Linked DNA regions of Sus scrofa: region 1 is linked to region 2. The links are chromatin contacts, called in public Hi-C maps. All regions are on one chromosome and are shown on one strand. The core of a region is the stretch at or near the end of the contact, and the rest is flanking DNA. Distances in the headings are between cores, read along the strand shown.

What was found. Hi-C and Micro-C count contacts between places; a contact is called where the count stands out from the background.
Region 1: a contact with region 2 is called in a Hi-C map of liver, with 6 times the contacts expected there. The contact joins two enhancer-like sites. A contact is called at or near these places in 2 of 47 Hi-C or Micro-C datasets (embryonic fibroblasts and liver).

The regions. Positions count from the first base shown.
Region 1 is chr11:67,304,438-67,311,074 of Sscrofa11.1, forward strand. The region is part of intron 2 of FARP1 (FERM, RhoGEF and pleckstrin domain-containing protein 1); the gene reads left to right. Among named protein-coding and RNA genes, the nearest start is that of FARP1, 160 kb to the left of the region's middle. Within about 2 kb of position 1,929, at least 1 of the 83 cell types and tissues checked has an H3K27ac peak or open chromatin away from gene starts, as enhancers often do. A contact at or near this core is called in liver, where this site is marked.
Region 2 is chr11:67,175,186-67,180,995 of Sscrofa11.1, forward strand. All of the region lies in intron 1 of FARP1 (FERM, RhoGEF and pleckstrin domain-containing protein 1), which reads left to right. Among named protein-coding and RNA genes, the nearest start is that of FARP1, 33 kb to the left of the region's middle. Within about 2 kb of position 2,541, at least 23 of the 83 cell types and tissues checked have an H3K27ac peak or open chromatin away from gene starts, as enhancers often do. A contact at or near this core is called in liver, where this site is marked.

The sequences.
Region 1 (6,637 bases), core at 679-3,178, 130 kb after region 2:
GTCATGAGGTCATGTTTGCCCCTTTAATTAGAAAGTTCCACTCATCAAAGTTGCCTCATTATTTGGCCATAATGGCGGTCTGAGTTTAATTGCGGGTCTCCTTTTCTTCCAGGGTTATAGAATTTCTATATCTAACGGTACTCCTGTGTTTATTTGGGGAAATGGCGTGATGATTAGCAAGCCTGCTGAGTCAATTCAGCTCCTGTGAAAACAAGTGCAAGCTGCCATCCCCCTCCCCACGTTGATGCGTTTGTCTCCCTTTGCTGCTAGAGGGCCCCGAGCCCCCTTCCAGAAACTTCTCTTGCTCTGCCAGACTTGACGGTGGAAGCCAACAACATGATGGGTAGTGGGAGAGGACTTTCTTACTGCTTACTTGAAGGCTTGTGTTTTTATCCATATTCACTAGGAGTTTTTGTGTGGTTTTTTTTTTTTTTCCCCCAAATATGATTTTTATCTAAGAACCAGATGGATAAGATAACTATCTTCAAATGGTGACAGGCTTTTTTAAAGTGACATGTGACTTGGTTCATTCAGTCAGTCAGTCAACAAACATGTGCTTGGCTAGGTGATGGGTCCAGAAAGATAATCCACTTTCTGCCTTGAGATAGGTCCAGGCTGGTGGGGATAAGGGCTGTGGGTAGCAAAGGGTTGGAGTTCAGAGACATAGAAACAGGAGAGCAGCCTGCGTGATGGGTTTGGAACAGGTTTTGTGCAGACTTCTTTTCAGCCTGCAGGTGCCATGATTTTGACGATAGCTCCTTCAGACACTCAACGGGTGGCCTAAGACATGGTTTGTGACACCGATGCTCTGAAAGGCCTGCGTTTGTGTTCACACCCCTCCTGGCCCCTCACCTAAGTACTACAAAATCGTGACCTCAGCAGGCCATGAATTCATGCATCACAGCTCAACCTATTTGCTGCCTAGTCAGCCAGCTGGAACATTCGTATCTTTCAATTTAACCTTCAAAAATAAAAGAGCATGAGCCACAAAGAAACATACTCTATTTTTGCCTCAGCTTCATTAAGCCTCTCCTCTCTGGCCAGCCTGCTTGAGTTATGTCAAGTAGTCAACTCTATGGCATGACCATAAAATTTTTTGCAAGAGAGAAGGAAAAGCTTGCTAATAAAAAGTAAGAGAAGGAAGGTGTTCAGTAAAAAATTTTAAACGTGTGCCTGTTTTTCCTAGTAAAAAATGTTAAATGTGTGCCCTTTCTTCATTTACTAATGTTGTAGATGACATGTGTTGATTAAGGGACATTTCATCCTAGGACTGGCTGCCAGGTGGGCACTTGGCACGTGCCAGGCGGAGTGCCCGTTGCTTTAAACATATAAACATATCCCCTCTCATCTTCCCCAGAGCGTGTATGGAAGTAGGTTTGTCTCCATTTCACAGAGGAGGAAATGTGGGCTTCGATGGGTTAACTTAGCCAGAGTCGCACAGCTGGTGGCAGAGCCTGAATGGAACCTTGCAGTTGTTCTATGACCTTTAAACCTTCTCCCCAAAACATTAAAAACTCTCTTTGCTGTTAGTTATAAGTGTATGGGAAATGAAGAAGATAGTAAAACTTGACTTTATTTAGTACACTGTAATATATTTAAAAATATTTTTATTATAGTGGATTCACCATGTTGTACCAATTTCTGCTGTACAGCAGAATGACTCAATTATCTACCTATCTATCCATTCTTGAATATTCTTTTCCATCAGCATCTATCCCAGGAGCTGGATAGAGTTCCCTGTGTTGTGCAGCAGGACCCCATTGCTTACCCATCTAAATGTAATAGTTTGCATCTACTAATCCCAAACTCCCCGTCCATCCCTCTCTCCCACCTTGGCAACCACAAGTCTGTTCTCTGTGTCCCTGGGTCTGTTTCTGTTTTGTAGATAGGTTCATTTGTGCCCAAATTAAGTTATTGATTTGTTTCTTGGCCACAGCTGTGGCATGTGAACGTTTGGAGGCCAGGGATGGAACTCACGCCATAGCAGCAGGCCTGAGCTGCTGCAGGGACAACACTGGATCCTTAACCCCCTGCTCCACGGGAGAACTCCTGTGTCATATTTTAGATTCTGCATATAGGTGATGTCATATGGTATTTTTATACACCGTAATTTAAAACATGAGAAACACGGAGCATTTTTCAATGTAATAAGAGTGGTGTGAACAGCGCGTGCCTCCCCCCTGTCCTAGAATTCAGGACACTTGAGGGACCGTCTTGGCTCTGCCCTGGTCCGTTGCCACCTGCCTCTCTTCCCGTTCGGATCAGCTTCCAACATCGTATCCTTTGCGCTTTCAGTGTCCTGAAGTATCTCTGAGAGTTTCTTTCATGAGAAGCTTTTCCGCAGCCTCACTTTGCAGGACATCTTCCTCCTTCTCGTCATGACCCCTTTCCTCCCGCGTGTCCCTAAACTCGCCTTCGCTAGGTCTGGCCGGCTGCGTCTTTGGAAGCGCTTACACGGCAGCAGTGTCAGTGTCAGCCTTTTGGTGGTCCAGCTGTTTCCTTCACATCGTCGATGTTCCCTCCATGTCTGGCTTTGTGTTTTCTTTTCCTTTCTTTGCTCCACTCTCATCTCTGCTGGTCAGTCCCCTCTTCAGTGATCCGCTTTTGGTGAAATGTTAGGCGGATTTATCACTGCGAGAAGAGGCGGTCACCCAGCCACAGGCTTCCCCGTGACCCATCGCCCAGAAATGGAAAGAGGGTGTTGTGATTGCTCCTGGATCAGAATGTGCATCCGTTGGCATTCTCTTGTGGCACGGCGGGTTAAGACCCAGGGTTGTTACTGCTGCGGCTCCGGTCGCTGCTGTCGTGCGGGTTTGATCCCTGCCCCAGGAACTTCTGCATGCCACAGCCTCGGCCAGAAAAACCAAAATAGGCATCTGTTGTGAGAGTGATGTGTGGACTGAGGGGTTAGCAGTGAGGACACAGTCACTGGTCCCGTGTGCATAGAAGCCACACATAAATGCACACAAATACAGAAAGCTGTGGAAGGTGGTAATAGAACCAGGTGTAAAGGGACGGTTTCTGAAGACTAGAATTACGGGTGGTGATTTAGCATCCTTCCTTCTCTCATGATGGTGCAGGCAACACAGGTGGAATCGGAACTGTGGCCACCAGCCTACACCACAGCCACAGCAACGAGAGATCCAGCCACGTCTGTGACCTACACCACAGCTCATGGCAACGCCGGATCCTTAACCCCCTGAGTCAGCCCGGGGATTGAACCTGAATCCTCATGGATCGTAGCTGTAGACCAGAGTTAATCTGAGGACCAGTGTTTCTGGATTCAGGAGAAAGCAAACACCACTGTCGTTCCCCGAACCTTCTAGTTGCGTATCTAGTTGCAGTGACCGGAAGGCCGCCCAGATACATCATACCGAGAACCCTGAAGCTAAAAACATTTTAAATGACTCTTTTTTTTTTTTTTTTCCCTCCGGCTCCCCCCTGGCATATGAAAGAAGTTCCCTGTCCAGGGATCTGCAGCCTACACCGCAGCTGCAGCAACCCCAGCCTCGTAACCCACTTTGCCGCAGCAGGAACTCCTTAAATTACCCTTCCGAATGGGACTTTATTTATTTTTAAATGATTTTTATTTTTTCCCCTTGTAGTTGGCTTAGAGTGTTCTGTCAGTTTTCTACTGCACAGCAAGGTGACCTAGTCACACATACATATATACATTCTTTTTCTCACATTATCAGGCTCCATCGTAAGTGACTAGATACAGTTCCCAGTGCTACACAGCAGGATCTCCTTGCTCATCCAGTCCAAAGGCAGCAGTTTGCATCTATCTTAGTGGAACTTTAAAGTTGTTTTGTTTTGTTTTGTTTTTGTCTTTTTGCCATTTCTTGGGCTGCTCCCGCGGCATATGGAGGTTCCCAGGCTAGGGGTTCAGTCAGAGCTGTAGCCACCAGCCTACGCCAGAGCCACAGCAACGCGGGATCCGAGCCGCGTCTGCAACCTACACCACAGCTCACGGCAACGCCGGATCCTTAACCCACTGAGCAAGGCCAGGGATCGAACCCGCAACCTCATGGTTCCTAGTCGGATTCGTTAACCACTGCGCCACGATGGGAACTCCGGAACTTTAAAGTTCATATGCATAGATCCTCTCTTGTGGAGGTTATGAGCTGACATTTGAAGGTGGGGTGGATATCAGCTACAAGTCAGAAACTTTGTAGATTGGGGCAGTGGGAGGAAAGTATTACTGGCAAGAGCTGTGTGGGAACCAGCAGCTCAGCTGGTGATGGTGAGGTAGATCATCACATTGCTTTGTTTTTTGTTTGTCTGTTTTGGCCTCACCTGTCGGATATGGAAATTCCTTGGCACAGATCAAACCCTCGCCGTAGCCCCAACCCAAGCCGCTGCCGTGACAATGCCGGATCCTTAACCTGCTGCTCCACCAAAGAACTCCATGTAGCTTTGTTTTAAAGAGTAACTTTAGGAGTTCCCCAGTGGCTTAGCAGGTCAAAGATCCAGGGTTGTCGTTGCTGTGGCTCGGGTCACCGGCTGTGGCATGGGTTCGATCCCTGGCCTGGGAGTTTCTACATGATGCGGGCATGGGGGGAGAAAAACAGTATTTCTCTGTTTTTTATAAAAAATAAAACCAAAAAAACCCCAATATTTATCTACCAAGAAATAGAGTATTTAAAACAATTTATATGGCACAAATGAACCTCTCCACAGAAAAGAAAATCATGGACTTGGAGAATAGACTTGTGGTTGCCGAGGGGGAGGGGGAGGGAGTGGGGTGGACTGGGAATTTGGGGTTAACAGATGCCGACTATTGCTTTTGGAATGGATAAGATCCTGCTTGAGATATAGCACAGGGAACCATATCTGGTCACTTAGGATGAAGCATGATAGTGTGAGAAAAAGAATGTGTATGTGACTGGGTCACCTTGCTGTACAGTAGAAAATTGACAGAATACTGTAAACCAGTGGTAACGGGGAAAAAAATCATTTAAAAAAAGCAATTTTTTATTGAAATATAGCTGATTTATGTTTTCTCTGGTATACAGCAAAGTGATTCAATTATACGTGTGTGTGTGTGTGTGGTATTTTTAAAGTACACTTGAATCGTCTGTTGAGATTTTGTTTTAAATTTCCCGTTTGAGAAGAATCTTAGTGGATCCTTCCTCCGGCTCCACCCCCCCTGCCAAGGAGTCCTGGGCATCCTTGGGGACAGGGTCACCCCATCCTCTTTCCCAGTTACCTGGGAAGGAGCAGGTCAAGGGCGAGGGCGAACATCCCTAGGGATTGTCCGGATTCTGGGAGTGGGAAGAGGGGACCATTGGTGAGGGCTGCGGAAGGTGGGCGAGGTGGGTAGCCAGTTCAGCAGGTGACTGGCCTTGGGATCGGGTAATATACTGTCAGTGACAATTGCAGTTACAGGAGAAATAACCCCACTCATAAAATCAGCAGGGACGCCGGATGTTGAACTGGCCCCGTGGGCCTGGTGTCCCGCAACACGCCTTTTACACATCAGAGTTTGAGCCTTTACAGCAAAGCTGCAAGGGAGGTTGTATGAGCCTCATGTTACAGACAAGGAAGCCGGAGCCGGAAAGGTCAATGGCATATCAAGGTCATGGCTGAGCAGCAGCTGCCTGGGATTTTATCCCAGGCTTCCTCACTGCAAAGAAATGCGATCACCCAAGTACCAGTGGATCTGACCCCTCCCCCAACCCTGTTTGCTTTGTGAATTTTGACCTTTCAAATGTTGAGCGTCTTTTAGTTCTGTGACAAGCTCCTTGAACCTTTTTCTGCCAGCCAAGCGCAAGGAAAATTGACAGATGGCAAATCAGGTCTGTGTGTGTGGGTGTCTGGTGTTGGTAAGGTGGTAGCTTGTGTGTCTGTGTGTGTGTGTGTGTTAAAGGAAAGTATGTCATTTATCACAAGGTACCGAGCAAGGAGAACAGGCAATAAATCCCCCAAAGACCTTAACACCCCCATGGCTTTCAGAGGAAGGGTTTTTGTTGTTAATTTTTTTTTTTTTTTGGTCTTTTTGGGGCCACACCTGCTGCCTATGGAAGTTCCCAGGCTAGGGGTCTCACTGGAGCTACAGCTACCAGCCGCAGTCACAGCAATGCGGGATCGGAGCCTCGTCTGTGACCTACACCACAGCTCATGACAACGCCGGATCCTTAACCCACTCAACAGGGACGGGGATCGAACCTGAGTCCTCATGGATGCTAGTCGGGTTTGTTAACCCCTGAGCCACAACAGGAACTCCCAGTCATTAATGTTTTAATTGAAGTCTAGTTGATTTACAATGTTGTATTAATTTCTGCTCTACAGCAAAGTGATTCAGCTACACATATGTACATATTTCTTTTTAAAATATTTTTTTCCATTTTGGTTTCTCATAGGACACTGAATCGAGTTCTCTGTGACCCACAGTAGGACCTTGCTGTTCATCCCCTCTGTGTAGAGAAGCTTAGCTCTGCTCACCCCAACCTCCCGCTCCATCCCTCTCCCAGTGGTAGCTTTTAAAATGTGCTTCCAGTGTTTGGGTAGGTGACCCACTTTTACTTCAGCAACCTTCTCTTTCTAAGAGAAATTTTAAACGTAGCTCTCGACTCGCAGGGAGAACGTGTCCTTTAAAAACCTGAACTCTGATGAACAGGACCAGCCATCTGAGAGG
Region 2 (5,810 bases), core at 1,291-3,790:
AAGTTTATTTTGTTTCTCCAAGGTGTAATATACAATGATTAAAATTTTTTTTTACCATGGAAGTGATAACATCAGGACCTAAATTGTTCCCCCAGTTGCAGATGTTTCATTTTCTCGAGTTGCAGCTTCGGCTCGATATTTGTGGATCACTCTTAAGAGAATGTCTGTGATTTGTGATCAGCCAGGTTTGCTGTTGGAATATTCTAGGGCTTCTGCAGGTAGTGGCATGGTTCTCCCTATCTTTCTGTCTCATTCTTCTCACTGTCACACAGAAAATCAGATACAGTCTGTCGAAAAGATTTGTTTTTGGTTGTATTAAAAAAAAAAAAAAATCTCTTGACCACAGGTGTCTTTGCTTTCTCTGTGTTTGCCAGGGTTACATTAGGTTAGCAATTCTCTCCGGGATGAAACAGATGTCACCTGCCTGGGACATGCAAGAATATGAGAATCCTAGTTCTCTCTCTCTTTTTTTTTTTTTGTCTTTTTGCCTTTTCTAGAGCCGCTCCTGCAGCATATGGAGGTTCCCAGGCTAGGGGTCCAATCGGAGCTGTAGCCTCCGGCCTACACCAGAGTCACAACAACGCAGGATCCAAGCCGCCTCTGCAACCTACACCACAGTTCACAGCAACGCCAGATCCTTAACCCACTGAGCGAGGGCAGGGATCGAACCCGCAACCTCATGGTTCCTAGTCGGATTCATTAACCACTGCGCCTCCACGGGAACTCTGAGAATCCTAGTTCTGATGAGCCAGGAGTGAGACCTTTCTGAGTAAGAATCCAGCTCCGGATTTAATTTGGGCTGCAGACGGAGTCCTTAGTGGCCCCGGACAGAGTCCTTGGTGGCCCCGGGGAGGAAGTGATGGGAAGGACGAAGAACCTGGCAGAATCCACAGGGCTCTGAAAATAGGGTGTCATGGGGTGGGCGTGGGGGATGGGACTGGTCTCAGCCTCCTTCCGAGCAGTTACGTGACCCCCTCGGCATTTCCCCATGACCTCACCTCCCCAGGGGTAGAAGCCAAAAGAACCTTCCTCCCCCGCCCCCCGAGCCCCACCCCCAGCCTGGCGCCCTTAATGTGCTCACCCAGCTCCTTCAAGTTCAGCATAAAGGAATGGAGAAAAATGACCTGTGCATCTCCTAGTTTATTTTAGACCTTGGGCAAGCGGGATTGTTCCCATGCCTATTTTTTTTGGGAACACCGAGAAGCTGGAGAGAGGAGGAAGTGAGCTTTTGGACACAGTGCTGACTTGTGCATGTCTTTGTACAGTATTTTGCCAGGCCCTTGACATTCGTTGAAAGCAAAAAAAAAAGAAAATCTTTCTCCTTGAACATTTGTGCAAAATCAGAGAGCGCGGAGGGTTTAGAGCCCAGTGAGGGGATGGGCTAATGTAGCACATTTCTGCAAGCTGGGGGAGAGACAACACACCCCCTTCTATTGTGTGGTGCTGGCAACAGCCCATTGGTGGAGGCCGGTGGACAAATGGTGCCAGGAAGATGCATGCAGGATGCTGCAGAATCACACGTTGAAAAGTGTGCAGCAGAGAAGCTGGGACATACGTGTTTTGGTTGCTTCATCGATAAAAGCAGTGAAGGATGGCTGTCAGGCTCAGGTTTTTAGCTCCAGGGACCTCGGGACACCCATCCCCAAAAGTAAACCGACTGCGCTCAGTTGGTTTGGTTTACAGTCCTATTCAGATTCAGCACCATTTCATTGCGTTTTTGTCTTCCACGTAGCTGTAAGCCAGGAAATCTCCTGTGAGATTAGGTCATTTGTTCCTGAGAGTTCTGTCCTTGCAAAGCAGGAGAGGAATTTTTATGGGCCGTTGGCATAAATAAAAAAGCCAATGGCAAACTGTTCCGTGGTTGGGCTTACATTGCAGGTGGGACTTGGGAAAATGCCTTAGAAGGAATTTTGTATATTTTGGGATATCCAGCCACCTGGGTGAAATTTCCTCTGTTTTCGATTTTCATTCATTCTAGGATTTCACCTCTCAGCCTGGAGTCTTGGGACTCCTAAGGGGTTTGCAACCCGGGAACCCAGGCCTGTGAGCTAGTTGCAGGATTTCAGGAAGCCTGTAACCTGAATCCCACGGTGATGGGGGCTGGGAGGGGGGGCGGGGGGCGGGGGCACTTCAGTGCATCCCTGCAAATTAAGGCAGGCATCAACTATTTTATTTATGCCAACAAATTTGGCCAGAACTTTCTCACCTGGGTGTGATCAGAAGGCTCCATTGACCATTCATTCCGTGTGCCTTTAAGTGAATGAAAAAGAAATAGGGTTAGTTGTTTAGCTGCAATCCTGGCAGATCTGTTCTTTTCACTAAGGGATTAGGATGTGGTGTGATGCAAGAGTCGTGAAAGAGACCCCCTCCCCCCTCGCATCCAGAGAGACTAAAGGGTCATTGACCCCAGTCGCTGCCCAGCTCTGGTCACTCCCCCCCCCCCCCCCGCCCCCGTGTGCTGTGACAGAGTTGGTGCCAACACTATTTGCAGTTATTGAATCGGAAGCCAGGGAGCTGCCAGAGCTGTGATCTCAGAGTGTGGTGATGGGAAGGGCTTAGCCGCCAGTGGCTGTGTGCATTCCACTGAAGACCGGGCTTGCTTCTCTCCAGTTCCAGAAGGTTTATTTCACATATTAAAAATACACAAAATAAAGACAGGAAGGAAATGGACCAAAATGTTATCAACTTTTGTTTACCATTCGTACACTGGTCAACCAAGTGACCAAATTTAGCAGCGTTTTGTAGTGATTGCCTTTCTGCTGCAGTTTTGCAGATTATCAGTCACAAGACTTATTCTGTTAAAGTGAGATGAAGATATATATTTAAATATTTACATATAAATGTATGGATGTTTTTAGTGTTTATCTGGAATGTTCTCAAAGGCGCATGACTCTTGCATGCCTCAGGAATTCTAAAATATACGTGGAGTGTTTTGACAGAAACTCCAGTGAGCTGCAAGGAAAACCCTGGAGCAGCAGCTTAGAATTTCTGCTTATTGCTCCCCTAAAGTTTCATATGTCTTCTTTTGTGCAGGTTCCAGATGTTTTTGAAAGTCTTGAAAGTGCATAAAATAACCCTTTGACAAAGTGACAGAAACTGAGGGATTTGGGGGGGTTAGGTGGGGTGGGTGGGGGGGTTAGTTGCGGGTGGCTAGTGAGTCATCTTACAGAAGCATTGTGTTGTTAGCTTTGGCCAAGACAGTTCCTAGAGAAAGCTCTGCAGAAGGACTTATGGGGACTTTTATGGGGCACTTGAACTCTCTGCCTTGTCTCCTTCCTGTCCAGTTGCCACTTTCCCGCCCTGAGTAATAATAAGCAGTACTTTTAGAGTGCATACTATATGTCAGGCATGCTTCTAAGCATGTTCAAAGTTAATTTGTTTTCCTAAAACAGTATTGTGGAGGAGTTCCCTTGTGGTGTAGTGGGTTAAGCAGCTAGTGTTGTCACTGTAGTGGCTTGGGTTGCTGCCGTGGCGGTAGTGTGGGTTTGATTCCTGGCCCAGGGAACTTCCACATCCTATGGGAGTGGCCAAAACCAAACAAGCTAACAAGCAAACCAGTACTGAGGAGATACTATTACATACAAAGAAACTGAGGCACAGAGAAGTCAAGCAACATGCCCAGCGTCACACAGCTGATGATCGGTAGAACCATGATTTGAACCCAGGGTGTCTACTCATCTGTGCCCTCAACCACTGCTGCCCTGACTGGAACCTGGGCCATTGGGGCTGAGTGGGTGTGGCTCAAGGTTAAAGTCAGGTTGAGGGTGTTTCTGAAGATCTCACGGTAGCAAGTGTTTTAAGAGCAGACCCCTTGGCAGCTTGAAGTCATTACTTTTTGCTAATGCACCAGCCCTTACTGAGGGACCTGTTCTGTTGGCCATTCAAAAACAGGAAGTTTACGCCTTGGTTTCCAAGGCTTCATCTGGGAGCTTCCTTGGAATGCAGACTCTCAGGCCCTGACCCAGACCTGCTAAAGCAGAATCTGCATTTAGCAAAGTCTCCAGGTGTTAGGTATGCACATTAGTTTGAGAAGCTGTTCTCCAGAGTTTTAAACCACCCAGGAAAGATGCCTTTGTTACTCTCTTCTACTGAACAGAATGAAAAATCAAGGCCAACTTAAAAAAAAAAAAAAACCAAATGGACAAGAGTTTCCCCCTTCCAGGAATTCACAGCCAAAGTTGAGATCTGAGCTATGTCCCTATGAAAATTTACATAATACCTGAGATCCTTGTCAAGAACTCAGCGTAGGCCCGCTTGTGTTTGTCTTGGGAGAGAGGAGTAAGCTGCCATCTTAAGGAAGCAATGGAAATCTCCCCCGTAGAGGCAGATTCTTCAACTGGCTTCTCCGCATCTATAAACACATTCAGATCTTTCCCATTTTAAAACATAAGGATGAACTGACAAGTTTCTTTCCCATACTTTTCTCGCTTTTGACCTGTTCCTTACTCTCAGATGAATTTCCTTTTTTTAAAACGTTTTTTAAAAATTAAAGTGTAGTTGATTTACCCTGTTGTGACAATTTCTGCTATACAGCAAAGTGAGCTAGTTATATATGCTCTTTTTTTAATATTCTGTTCCAACATGGTCTTTCTCAGGAGATTGGATCGAGTTCCCTGTGCTGTACAGTAAGACCTCGTTGCTGCTTATCCATTCTAAACGTATTAGTTTGCATCTATTAACCCCAAACTCCCAGCCATCCCACTCCCTCCTCCCTCCCCCTTGGCAACCACCAGTCTGTTCTCTGTGTCTGTGAGTCTGTTTCTGTTCTATAGACAGGTTCATCTGTGCCATATTTTCGATTCCCCGTGGAAGTGATATCATATGGTATTTGTCTTTCTCTTTCTGACTTCACTTAGTTTGAAAATCTCTAGTTCCATACCTGTTGCTGCAAATGGCATTATTTTGTTCTTTTCCATGGCTCAGTAGTATTCCTTTCTATACGTGTATCACATCTTAATGCATTCGTCTGCCGATGGACATTTAGGTTGTTCCCATGTCTTGGCTGCTATGAACATAGGGGTGCGTATATCAGATGGATTTTTTTAAAGAGTCTTTTTCACTTGTTTCTCAGCTCCCTCACCTAATGTTCACTTTTCTGACATAGTCCAGTAAGGCTTCCAGTGGAGTCATTTCACTGCAATAGGGATTTTCCACAAACACACCCTTTTTTTGTTTCTTAATGATTTTTATTTTTTTCCTTTGTAGCTGATTTACAGTGTTCTGTCAGTTACTACTGTACAGGAGTTCCTGTTGTGGCGCAGCAGAAACGAATCCGACTAGTATCCATGAGGATTCGGGTTTGATCCCTGGCTTTGCTCATTAGGTCCTTGATCTGGCATTGCCATGAGCTGTGGTGTAGGTTGCAGATGCGTTTCGGATCCCCCGTTGCTGTGGCTGTGGCGTAGGTTGGCAGCTGTAGCTCCAATTCAACCCCTAGACTGGGAACCTCCATATGCTGTGGGTGTGGCCCTAAAAAAGCAAAAAAAAAAAAAAAAAAAAAAAAGACTACTGTACAGCAAAGTGACTCAGTCCTACATATATGTATATATACTTTGTCTCACCTGATCCTCCATCGTGTTCGATACACACTTTTTAAAGATTTAAAAGTAATACACACCCACTGCAGAAAACAAAAGCACCCATGCAAAGAAATGCAAAGAAAAAGTTAGATGTTGATAATCCCACCTCTCAAAGTTAACCCCTATTAACAGTTCCATGTATGTTCTTTCACGTATTCTTTCCATCTGGTGGTTTAGGAAGACTGTCGTATCACACTCCACATAAAATTCTGCAGCTTTTCAATTTTCTAG